2 separate regions of the Arachis hypogaea genome follow, and region 1 is linked to region 2. A link is a contact called in public Hi-C data. All regions are on one chromosome and are shown on one strand. Each heading gives the region's core, a stretch centred on a gene start, on an enhancer-like site or on the middle of the called end of the contact. The rest is flanking DNA. Distances are from core to core; before and after follow the strand shown.

Region 1 (6,751 bases), core at 880-3,379, 88 kb after region 2:
GCATTTGGACAATAACATACTATAATTGCTGAAATTGAGACTCTATAGCCAACATGTTCTTTGTTATTGGTTACCAGCATGGCGACGATGGAGATGACAGAGGAGAAAAAAATATGGAGCAAAAAATACAGAGAGAATAAGAGAATAATAAGATAATTTTGTATTTTTAAGTTTTATTTGTTAGTCATTTTTGAGTATAATATCTATTTGGTTCTTTTTAATAATTTTGATATGATTGATTTTTTTTATTGATTAAAGTCTCTTAATGATACTTGACACTAATTTTTTCATATAAATATACATTGTTTAATTTATTTTCAATGTATATTTTATACAAATAATTAATTTTAATATATACATAGCACGCAATTATAAAAATATATACCTATCGTAGAGTTTTTTCTTTTCTTTTTTGGTGTTCACCTATCAATCTATCATAGAGATAGAGTTATATGCGTGAGTGCTTTAATTCTTTGAAGTGAAATGGACTGAAAATCCGAAAGAGTGCGTAGTGAACCTTCAAACGGAAATACCGTAAGTAAACAAACATATAGGTATGTAGCATATATAATTCATGAAGCCATCAACCCTAAGATTCACCATTTTAGTTATAGAATTCTTACTAAATTAACGAATAAAAGAATATTTAAGTCTTCATTGTTCACGGGAATGGTTGCTTAAAAAAACTATAGCTATATATAATAGTTATATATTTTATGATGAATTATGATCACATATAAATCAATGAAAAAGGTGATATTGGTCAAATATTTTAAAAAGCGGCCAACAGTTGGGACGATATATAGTATTCATAAGATTTATTTCCTTCATTAACAAATCTTTTAAAAGATCAATTTTGATACAATATTAGTATTTTATATTGGCATTCAACTATACATAAGACTTTTTTTTTTTAATAGATACATAAGACTTTGAGATAGTAGAATATTAAAATGAAAAATTTTTGTTAATTAGTGTGAGAAGATGTATTAGATATGAGTAATGCTAGGGAGCCAATGGCCTAATTGTACAATGTGTACAATGGGCTAAATCTTTGGTCTATGAATAAAATGAACATCACCTATACTATACAGAATAACCATCCGGATACCAGGATAATAAACATCTCATGATTTTTCGGATCTAGAACTCTAATACAATGTCATGAAACCACTCATCTCAAAAGCGTAACCTGACAGGATAATGTAACACTAATAATCATATCTCTAATATTTCCTAAACCTCCATTGTACATATTGTACATTTAGGCCTTTGGCTCCCTGTACTTTCTCATTAGATATATGTCTAGTGTCATTTGGGAATAATTTCTCAGTTTACTCTGTTTTTTTTTTTAAAAAAAAAACATTACAAGCCGGGTTATGTTAAACATAAAATTTTGAGATAATCCCAAGTGCAAATACATTATTTTTAAACCACGCCCACATTTCAGTTTTTTTTTTTTTTCTAAATAATACACTTAAGACTCCCAGCATTTCTAAAGATTTTTTATTTTATCCCTCCATAAAAGTTTTTGACAATTAATTGTTCGTCAAAATTTATTTTTTTAATTTTATCCTTTTGTTTCTCATATTACAAACCCCTCTCTCTTCCTCCAACCCGCTATTGCCGCCTCCACAAATATTTTTGGACTGCAAACACTTGTTTTAAAAAAGAAATATTAAGTTCTCCTAAGTGAGTAGTTGGATAAGGTGAAAAAATAATTATCTAATTAAGTTTGAATCAAGGTGTTGAAACTTATTGCATTTAAAGTTATAAATTAATTAACTCTTCACTTTTTCTTTTCAAGGTATCTCCTATTCTAGTAAAGTAAAAACTAATTCATTATGGATCTGAATTTTATTTAAAGATCTGTTATTGGCCAATAAATTATTGCATATATACAATGCATGATTTGAAAATTTCTAACACTTTTTTAAATAAACGAGTGAACTGACCAAGTTAGTTAACTTCTCACTTTGTTTTTTTAGGTAATTTCTTGTTTTTTTAAGTAATAAATCCTAAACCCTAAACTTCTCTCTTTGTTATTTTACCAAATATGATTTTTGGACACAGCTTTAACAAGGCCGAAGCCCAGCCCAAGCCAGTTTCTAACTTTTATTTTGGTTTTTGGTCAGGACTTTTACTATGATTTCCAAATAGCAAATAATGACACTTCTTGGCCCAATAGAGGTCCAATAAACATTACCTATTTTATTTTTTTTGTCATGACCATTACCTCTTTCAATTGGTAAATTTATCCTATTTAAGCTCAAAAAATTCAGACTACGCTTTGTAATTGTCCAAAAATTTCATCCGGAATAAAAAGAAGAAAACAACCAAAAAAAAAAAAAAAAAAGAAGAAAAAAGAAGCATCTGTTGTCTACCCGCCACGTAAACAGAGAACAACCGCCTTAAAGGGAACCTATTTATTCCCTTCACCTCTCTTTCTGTCTTTTTGAATTTCTATTTCCAAACTGATTAACTGACGACAAACACAAAAAAGTCAAAAAAAAGATGCTGAGGCTCGCAGCAAAGAGACTTACCGGTGGAACGGCGTCGTTAGAGGCGGCGTCTCCGGCTGCTGCTACTTCAGTGGCACGGCGGTTTTACCACGAGAGGGTGGTGGACCATTATAACAACCCACGCAACGTCGGTTCCTTCGACAAGGACGACACCGGCATCGGCACCGGCCTTGTAGGTGCACCAGCTTGTGGTGATGTCATGAAGCTTCAGATCAAGGTTGATGAGGAAACCGGCAAGATCGTTGATGCTCGCTTCAAAACCTTCGGTTGTGGATCCGCCATCGCTTCTTCCTCTCTAGGTTAGTTTTCTTTTTCGTTCATATTCATGATCGATTGAACTTTTGTTGAACTAGTTTGTTGCGAATATGCGAGCTTAGATATAATTATTTTGGTTTTAAAATTTAAACTTGTGATTATTTTTGTTATTTAGAAGAGTACGAAAGGAATATTGGAGTTACAAAGGCAAAAAAGAGAGAGGAAGGGAAACCCTAGGGTTCGTGAATTTTGATATGTGGAGTGATGGTTGTGATCTTTTATGATGTAGATGAATATTACGTAGCTTCTGGAGTGAAAAATAATTGAATAAATAATAATAAAAAAGGGAAAAGATTGGGAGATTACTGGCGATGGTTCTGTTCTGCTCTGTTCTTAGTTTCTGTTTCTCTCTCTCTTTTTTTTGCAGCTACTGAATGGGTTAAGGGAAAGCAAATGGAAGAAGTCTTATCCATTAAAAACAGGTAAATATCTTATCTTAATTGCACTTGCCTTGGCTTGTGTATTTGGTGAAGTTTGTGCCAGTTAATTTAATCCTAATACGAGAAATGAATACCTACGTAATTGTGGCATGTTTATGAAATTATCATTCACAAATAGTAGTAGTAGTATTATATATATATATATATATATATATATATATATATATATATATATATATATATATATGAGAGTAAAATGAAGTATTATGTTCATCATCGAGACTTTTTTTAGTCTCTTCATTTTTGTTGAAGGGGTATGTTATTCCAAAGTATGAAGAAAGTTATTGGTCATGGCAAATTTATGTGGTTTTGGTCCCGTATGATAAACATTTTTTTCTGAAAATTGGTATAATAGCAAGATAAATTCCATAGAAAATGAGTTTTTGCTTGTTTAATGCTGAAGACAACATTGGTCAAATGCATCATAATATTTTTTGGTGGTTTGATGGTTGAATTGCTAGCTTCAGAAGAGGATCCTTGGTGAGTCTAATGGCTGCGTAAGAATATGTGCATCTTTTGCTGATTAGTGTTTTGAACCTTTTGGTCTGATGGATAATTTACCATCTTCAGGAGATTAGTTCTGATTTTTAACATGGTCATGCTTTCATGATTGTTAGTTTGGGATTGTGGTTTGGAGTCTTTTGACCCGACTTATGGTTATTGTCTACAGTGAAATTGCAAAGCATCTTTCACTTCCACCAGTCAAGCTTCACTGCAGCATGCTTGCGGAGGATGCCATAAAAGCAGCTGTTAAAGATTATGAATCAAGGCGTGCTTCCGCAAATGGTAGCGGAAAGGCCTCAACTTGAGATAAATCTGCTAGTTTCTCTGTTTCTTCATTGTCTAGACTCTAGAATTATGAATGATGATGGAATCCATCATTAGTGTGATTTCTTGATGGTATCAAATCAATGAGTTACTTGTACAAGAAGATAGGAGATAATCTTGGTTAGAGCTAGCCACAGCTAGATTGTATTATATTTATAAGAAATAACGCCAAGGTAAATACCTCTGTTGATGGGTATGTATGTTATCTGCATGGTTTGTACGCAATAGAATAAAGTGGATACTCTAATAAAGACTATAATTATCTTAATGTGAATATTTTTTTGACCTTCAGATGATGGATTGTAGGATTAAATTTTAATGTTATAAAAGTGTTATGTTTATTTAAAGTGTTGTTAAATAAATAAGTAATATTTTTAAACAAAATTGTTTTATGAAAATTGTTTTTGGCATCTTCGTTTAAGTAGGTATTATAAAATAAAGTAGAGCTACACAGTAATTACAGCATAGCACCACATTTTGACACTTTCCGGTTATACTGTTTTCCTCTCTTAAAGAAAAAAAGAAGGGAAAAAAAATGCTGAGCGGTGTGTGTATGAAAAATGCAGTATGCTTACAAGAAAATAGAGCAAGATTACTATCAAATGAGACTGAACAAGACAACTAGTTTTGGTTAAAATAATTTCTAATATCTTATTAAATGGGATTATAATTCAACCAAAAAAAAATGTCGCGTTGGCAATTGCCCTGTTCAATCATCTCTTTAGTTCAATAACTTATTCGTTATATACAAATATAACTAGACAAGAAAGGCATGTGATGCTAATGAGTTATAATTCAAATGGTTTAGGTCTAGTTTGAAAAAATAATTAAATTACTTTTAAAAAATAACTTAAACAATAAATGATTATATTAAAAGTAACTTATAAATAAGTTATTTTGTATTTGAGTTTTTAATTTTAAAAGTACATATTTTATAGAAATGTGATAAAAAGTAGTGGCATTATGAGAGAAGTCATTTTTTTTAACTTCTCTATAAGCTTCTAAATAGTTTTTTAGAAAGCTGCAATTTGGTTTTAAAAATTGTACTAGACATTAATACTACTACTTTTCATAAGTCAAAAGCTCAAAAAAATTACTTTAGAAACTTCCCAAACGGTCCTTAATCTCCCTATACTCACTTAAGAGATTGCGAGTTCGAATCTTTCTTACTAAAAAAATAATTATATGCTTCCGGAAAAAGGTGCATCCCAAAGTGGGGAATTCATTTCAACGGTTGCTATTTTGCGAGCATAAATCTCTGCACTTACGATGATGTTTTTGTCTCTCATATGTCTAGAACATAGTCACCTAAACAAGGGTCAATTAACAATTATTCTTGAAAAAGACATCAATTATGACAAAGACAAACCAAAAAAATCTGAAACGCCAAAAGAAAGTTCCAAAACTAAGCAACGCTAGAAACACAAGACAACACAAAAGAAGCTACAGCGTTTAACCATCAAGGTATGGTCCACACGGTCTGTAAAAGCAAAAGTAGAAGACCACAACAACATTCATTCCTTCATTCACTTCCTAATTCTTCTCACACACACACAACCGCAGCCTTATTACGCACACAATCCAACAAGAAATCAGTGATAAAGGACTCATAACATGGCAGCTTTGCATAACCAGGAAAATAGTTGATATCAATTACAAGGTACCTCGTGCAATCCTTGGCATCTCTAATCACATCAATATTGAACAGGTTAAGCCCTGTTCTTTCCCTCAAAGCTCTTGCCAACTCCTTTATCAAACTCTCTTCTGGCATTTCAGCTCTCTCAATATTGCTCAAATGATTAGCACCATCCCCTACTTTAATACAAAAGAATACACATATCAGCATTGTATTGTTAGAAATATAATCATTCTTATCTTTTTATCTAATCGTTCGATTTCTTCGGATAAGTCGTTTTATAACCAAAAATCTTGTCAAATCTATAGTTGTGTTTATGAAAAATAAAAAATTGATATTTGTTAAATAACGTAACATATTTGATTAAATTATTATTTAACGATTTTCAACCGTAAACTTTAAGTCACTGCAAGAAACAAATACGTCAATTATTACCATTGTTATCTTGAATGGTGAAGTTTGATATCTGAGAGAATTTGAGGGTACCCGCCTTGGCCTTATCTTCTGGTATGTTAGGCAAGGACGTTCTCTTAACGCACCTTACATGTTCCCCAGCAACATAAACCTTGAACACAACGCCGCCATGGTTCACGAACTCTTGAAGCACCACCGGGGTGGCGGCGCCGCCGGCGGCGTTCTTGTTCAACGTTTCTCGGAGCCCTTGGGCGTCGAAAACCAAGCAAAGCTCGTGAGATTTCATGGTTCCATCAGCATACAATGGCTTTGCAATAACTGGGAACCTCAAATTCGAACCCATTACCATTTCCTCCACTGAGTTCTTAGTTTTCTTCTCATCATCAACGACCACTTGGTACGGAACACCAACGGTGGCGTTTTGGAGCGAAAGTGGCAACTGGGACGCGGAATCAAGCATTGAAACGCGGTTTTGGAGTTTTTGAACGAGGTGTGGGGGATCAATGATGATGGTGGTGGTGGTGGTGTTGGCGCCATGTTTAGACAGGTATTCGTGAAAGTTAAGGTTGTTCCAATGTTTGGGTTGGAGCTTTTGA
Region 2 (6,061 bases), core at 484-2,983:
TACCAGTATTTCTCTCCAGTTGCTCCCCGAAAGATATAACCGGAATTGCTGAAGCAAAAAATATGTATGTTGTTGGGGCCAGGATCCTATATAACAGTATAACACAATGTCAAGATTCATCAACAAATTTTCTTGTATAAAACTCAAGCAAAATGTTCAAAATTTTGTATGCAACAGGCATGATTTGGTTAAAAATTATGGCAGCTAGTTAGATTACCAAAAATAACAACCATCAACATTATATCACAAACCTGAAACCAGATTGGAATCCACTGGTCCAGTCTTGCTTGTAGCACAAAATTCTCGCTTTCAGGTCATTCTTAATCCCACGGAAGGGAACAAATGTTTCTTCCATGAAAGTCTTGGACTACCAAGCAATTAAAGTCTATCTTATGTTCTGGTTTATTGACTACAAAGAAGCAGCAGATGAAATTGAAAGATGCTGATTCACTTTAAGCCAGCTCTAGAGGTTAAAGAAACATTGATTAAGACCGCATGTACAAAATTTCGGATAAATCTCTGGGCAGGGAAAACAGAATCCTACATATCATCCTAAACAGGAAAGAAGGAAGAAGGTATACTCATTTTGTTTTGGTTGTTGAGAAGATTATCATCAGGCCCTTGATAAAGGGGTCAAAAATTAATGAATCCAAGCTTAAGAATTTACATATCAAATAATAATCTATGAACTTTTCCACATATATTGGTTATGTCTAACAAAAGAATGAGTCAGTAATTGAACAAAAAAACACAGTTGGAATTACATATCCAACCGAAACTTTATCAGAGATTTTGTTCTTCAATAGTCAACAAGAAGAAAAGACACTCTCCACAAAGCTTTGATTGAAGATTAGCGTTCAGCCATGGCAAAGCCTAGATCCAAGACCAACCCTTTCTCTTGATTATCCTCCATATGCTATCTAAGTTGAAGCAAAAGTGGCAGCATTCCAGTTACATATGCAATATCCGGAGAGTGTCTTAACTAACTAACTAACTAACGAAAAGCCATCATCACAGCCTGCATTTTCTTATGTTTCAGAAGCTGCTGATGAGAAGAATGAGCATGGAAAGAACACAAGAATCAAAGATTAACGAGATTCCATTATTGACAAAAAACCCATGATTGGAAATGTTTCACAACACTTTTGAGGATCTGGGCATTAACTGGAAAAGCCAAAAGGGTACCTTAATCTGAAGTCAAAATTACATTTTTCAGCAAGGAGCACTAGAAATGGGAAAGAAAGCAAAGACTTGGAGCAGACAAAAGAACAAGCAGGTAGTGTGCAGTTTACATTTAAGTTTGATTCTTGAGACACAACAAAGATTGAGACAAACCCAAAAGACCAACACAGAAGAGAGAAGAACAAACTAAATTCCAATGAAGCACAAAAACAAGGAAATGAAGACAATTAGTATTATTATATGAGTGAGATCTTTGTAAAATTGAAAGAACAGGCAAAAAAGGGTGCAATGAGAGGGATTTTTGTTTGTGTGGCAGAGATGATTGTAATGGACAATTGGGTTTAGTTATATATAAATTTCTTGAATGAGGATTGAAAGTGGTAATATGAAATATCAGAAAGAGAGAGTTGGTAGTGCTGAGGTAGTAAGCAGAAGCAGCTAAAATGAGTGTGACACAGTAAACAAATCATAAAGCAAGACATAACAGCACACACAGATAAACAAGTTGTTTTGGTAACCGTTCAGGACAATGATAGTTGCGTGTTCAAAGTTATTTTATTTTAGGCTTTCTTTTTCATTTTCCTTAACAGAAAATAGTGAAATAAGAAAAGATTTTGTGCTGTTTCATGCTGAAAGGAAAGAGAAAAAGAGAAGAAAAAAAAAGTAGGTAAATTTTCCTTTACTTTTAAAAATCCTTTAATATTATGATTTTGAGTAAATCATCCGATTCAAAAAAAAATTATTACATAATATGTTTTTAGGATTTAAATTGTGTTATAATTTTACTTTTTATATATTTAATTTAATTTTTATTTTATATAAAATCTCAATTTTTAATAATAAATAAGAATTTTATTTGAGATTTATAAACAATAATAATAAGTAAGCTAAAAATTTTAGTCGTAGTTTTTTTTTTTTTTGAATATAGGTAGCTCAACACAATAAAGTGGAGCAAAAGAAACTAAGAACAACAAAAATAAATCATAAACATAAAGAAAAGTTGTAATTCGTTGTCATCTCTAGCATTGCCATCAACAACCAAACGGATCTACTCCACACCATTCCTTATAGCTCAAGAAGGACATAATCTTAACTCCTTTAGCACTTGTTTCTACTCTCTAAAAAATTCTGCTATTCCGCTCTAATCAGATGTTCCAAATAACTGCACAGAATCCTATCAGCCATTTCTTTTGCTTAGACTTCCCACCTGTTACTCCAGTCCAACTCTCAAAGAACTCTTTAGGGGTTTCCGGGGTGGTCCAAGCTCTATCAGTGAACGTCAATCATGCACACCACACCTGCCATGTAAACTCACAAGCAAAAAATAAATGATGTACAAATTCTATGTCCTTTTTACACCACACATATAGTCGTAGGTATTATAATCAACTTAAATTAGACAAATAATTAGTTTTTTTATCTGATTAAATAAGTATTAAAATTTAAATTTTATTTTATATATACAATAATTTATTTTATTAATCTGAAGATCCGTAAAAAAAAAAAAAAAAAAAAAAAAACTTGTATGCATTATGAACCTTATTATATAGCTAGGGATTTATTAAATCAACTTGAGTTATATGACTCTTTTTTTCCAACACTTTTTTTTTATTACCCTTCTAAAAACTTGAACTTGAGACCACGAATAAGAAATTTAGTAAGGCCTTATAACGATATTAAATTAATAATTTGAGTCCTAAATATGAAGCAACATATTAATTTATATTTTAAAATATTTTTTATTTTTAGTTATTATTTTTGTCTAAAAAATATATTTGGAGAGATCAGACATTAGTTAAGTTCCTATAAAAAACTACATGTAAAATTATTTTAATCCCTTGCTTTAACGTATATGTGATGTCTATTTTTTTTTATACTGTATATGTGATGTCTATGTGATCCCTCATTTTATTACTCCATCAATTAATTCTATAAGGTAGTGTTTGGTGGAGAGATAGAGATAGAAAGATTGAGACTGAGAGAAAGACTAAGAGACAGAGATTGAAATAAATTTTAGTATTTTATTTAGTATAAAGTGGGAGACAGAAATTGAAACAAGAATAAAACTCTAATTTAATTTGTACAAAGGGTAAAATTGGAATTAATTAATTGAAATAGGGATATTTTAGGTATAAAATGTTATTAAAGTTTCAGTCTCCATTTCTAAAAATTTTAGTCCTCTGTGTTCCTACTTTTTGGAGGTACTGAAATACTGAAATTTTAAGGATAGAGACAAAAATTTTAGTACCAATCTCTGAACGAACAAACATGATACTGAATCTCAGTCTTTCAGTCTCTGTTTCAATACCTCAAAACAAATGCTACCTAATAGTAGCCATTTAGAAGAGCGAATACATTCGTTTATAACTCAATTTGCTTAATTTCTTTACTAAAATTAAATCTAGATATATTAAATTTTCAAATTGGCAATCACTTTTAAATGAAAAAAGTACTTAATATTTATAGTGCTGATAATGAGTAGGGTATGATAGGATTTAAACTATATTATAATTCTATTCACTGATTGAAAATTTTTTTTAAATTTTATTCTACTTTATTTGCGCGTTGAGAATCTCTAAACCCTAACTCTACCCCCCACCCTAAGATTCTAAATGAGTTAAGCCTCAAAATAGTTCCTGAACTTGCACTTGAGCCTCAAAATGATCCCTAAAATTAATAGTTCCTCAAATTCGTCCCCGAAATTGTACTCCGGGACTCATAGTAGTCCCGGAATCATTTTTCGTTCATCGGAACCTTAAAACGACGTCGTTTTGAATATAAAAAAAAAAAAGAAAAAAAAGCGTATCGTAGACCCCTAATTAAAAAAAAAAAAAGGGTGTAGCGTAGAACCAACCCCCCTCCCAATTTCCAATCTGTTCCATCCCCATCCCCATCCCCAACCTTCCCCTTCCCCTTCCTCTTCCCCATCCCCTTCCCCTTCCCCTTCCCCTTCTCCTTCCATTTCCTCTTCTAATTAAACAGGTATGCAACTAGCTTCATTTCAAAGCACCCAACTCGTTTGTCTCAGATCGAAAAATCCTTTCAAAATTTTTTACTATAAACGACCACCACCGCAAACAAAAAAAATGGCAAAGTTAACAACAAAATCTCTGAAATCAATAAAATCCCAAACACTGCTCTTTCCACTCTCATCATTCCTTTTACACTCTGTCTGCCGCTCAACTTCCGCCGCGCAGCACCAACAACCACCCACCTCTGATTTTTTTCTCCTCTTCTACCTTCACCTTCTCATCTAGCGGTGACAACAACAACAACCAGAGCATATATGTGAAAGGAGAAAGAGAAGGTTGGAGGAAGCAGAAGGGAAAGGGAAAGGTAAACGTTGAAAACGCAGAAGAAGAAGAGGAAGGAAAAGGGGAAGGTTGAGAACGCAGAAGAGGAAGGGCAAAGAGAAAGGGTTGTGAATGGGGATGGGAAAGGGGAAGGGAAAGGAAAAGAAGTTGAGGATGGGGATGGAAAAAGGAACAGAAGGGGTTGGGGATGGGGAAAGGGAAGGGAAAGGAGAAGGGAAAAGAGTTGGGGATGGGGAGGGGAAAGGAACAGATTAGGAATGGGTTTTGGGGGGGGGGGTGTTCTACGGTAGGCCTTTTTTTCTCTCTTTTTTTTTTTTTTGAATTGGGGGTCTGCGGTACGTTTTTTTGTTCAAAACGACGTCGTTTTAAGGTTTGGATGAACGGAAAATGATTCAGGAACTACTATGAGTCCCGGAGTGCAATTTCAGAGACGAATTTGAGAAACTATTAATTTCAGGGATCATTTTGAAGCTCGAATGCAAGTTCAGGGACTACTTTGAGACTTAACTCGATTCTAAACCCTACTCTACCCTATTCTATCCGTAAACAAATCAAATTTTTTAAACAAATATAAAATTCAATCATTTCAAAATTTGTATATATTAATAAAAAACTGAGTGAATCTAATTTAAAAAACAGTGTTAAAATTTTTGAATTCACTTGGTGTTGGTGTAATATGTGTCATGTGATATCTAAATTTTATTTTTAAATTTTACTTTAAATTTAGGTTAACTCTATAAAAAATAAATGTACTAAGTTAGTAAATTAAATAATTAGCTTAATAGTTATTGCAAGTTTATTTATATATTAAGGATACGGATAGGGTATATCCTAAATATGTACTTTATCCTATCCGCAAGTAAATCCGCACCGTTCTCTACTCTATCCATAGCGAATCGAATAGATTATCTTACTCAAACGAATGGATCCGAATTAAATACTTACATGTAGGGTATATTTTGCCAACCTAAATATCTATCACAAGTATTTTTTTAGTGACTATAATCATGTCAGAGTTGAAATGGTATTATATTTTTTTTCTCAATGTTTATTGATATCTTATGTTATTAAAAAAAAGTAGTTCAATTCATGTTAATTGTAAAAATGACCAGTCACTAAATTTTTAGTCCTTTGAATATTGAAAACGTTACATGCATGATCATCTTTTTGACATTCACTGTTAAAAAGTTATTAAATAACTGTTACTGATGTGAGACATTAGTGAGTAATGTGAAGGAGTATAAAAATATAATGATATTTCAACATTAAAAAAAATAATTTAGTTACTATATATGATATCTAATAAAAAAAAATCCAAATCAAATAACTCATAAACCATAAAACATGATTTTCCTCAATGCTTTTAAGTGACCTAAGTTAGGTTAGGTCAATCCTAATTATCTGATGATTAAAAATTATAATATTAAAAATACATATAAATAGTGTCTGTACGGTTCAATTAATAAGGAGGCAACAAAATTAGTTAGTAAAAAATGTTAAGAAATCAAAATCAATTTTTATTTATTAAAGTGTTAGAATTTTGTGAAATTTATTCATGAAGTTAA

Evidence for each region. Hi-C and Micro-C count contacts between places; a contact is called where the count stands out from the background.
Region 1: a contact with region 2 is called in a Hi-C map of an unstated tissue, with 4 times the contacts expected there. The contact joins the enhancer-like site here to the promoter of LOC112786902 in region 2. A contact is called at or near these places in 3 of 8 Hi-C or Micro-C datasets (leaf and an unstated tissue).

Annotation. Positions count from the first base shown.
Region 1 is chr20:130,418,287-130,425,037 of arahy.Tifrunner.gnm2.J5K5, forward strand. LOC112784965 (inositol-tetrakisphosphate 1-kinase 2) reads right to left here. Exons shown (of 2, transcript XM_025828353.3): 1 at 6,177-6,751; 2 at 5,396-5,920. The coding sequence ends at 5,649. Among protein-coding and RNA genes, the nearest start is that of LOC112784965, 3.7 kb to the right of the region's middle. Within about 2 kb of position 2,130, at least 3 of the 3 cell types and tissues checked have open chromatin away from gene starts, as enhancers often do.
Region 2 is chr20:130,331,011-130,337,071 of arahy.Tifrunner.gnm2.J5K5, forward strand. It overlaps LOC112786902 (probable boron transporter 2), which reads right to left and starts at 1,734. Exons shown (of 12, transcript XM_025830282.3): 1 at 252-1,734; 2 at 4-86. The coding sequence starts at 355.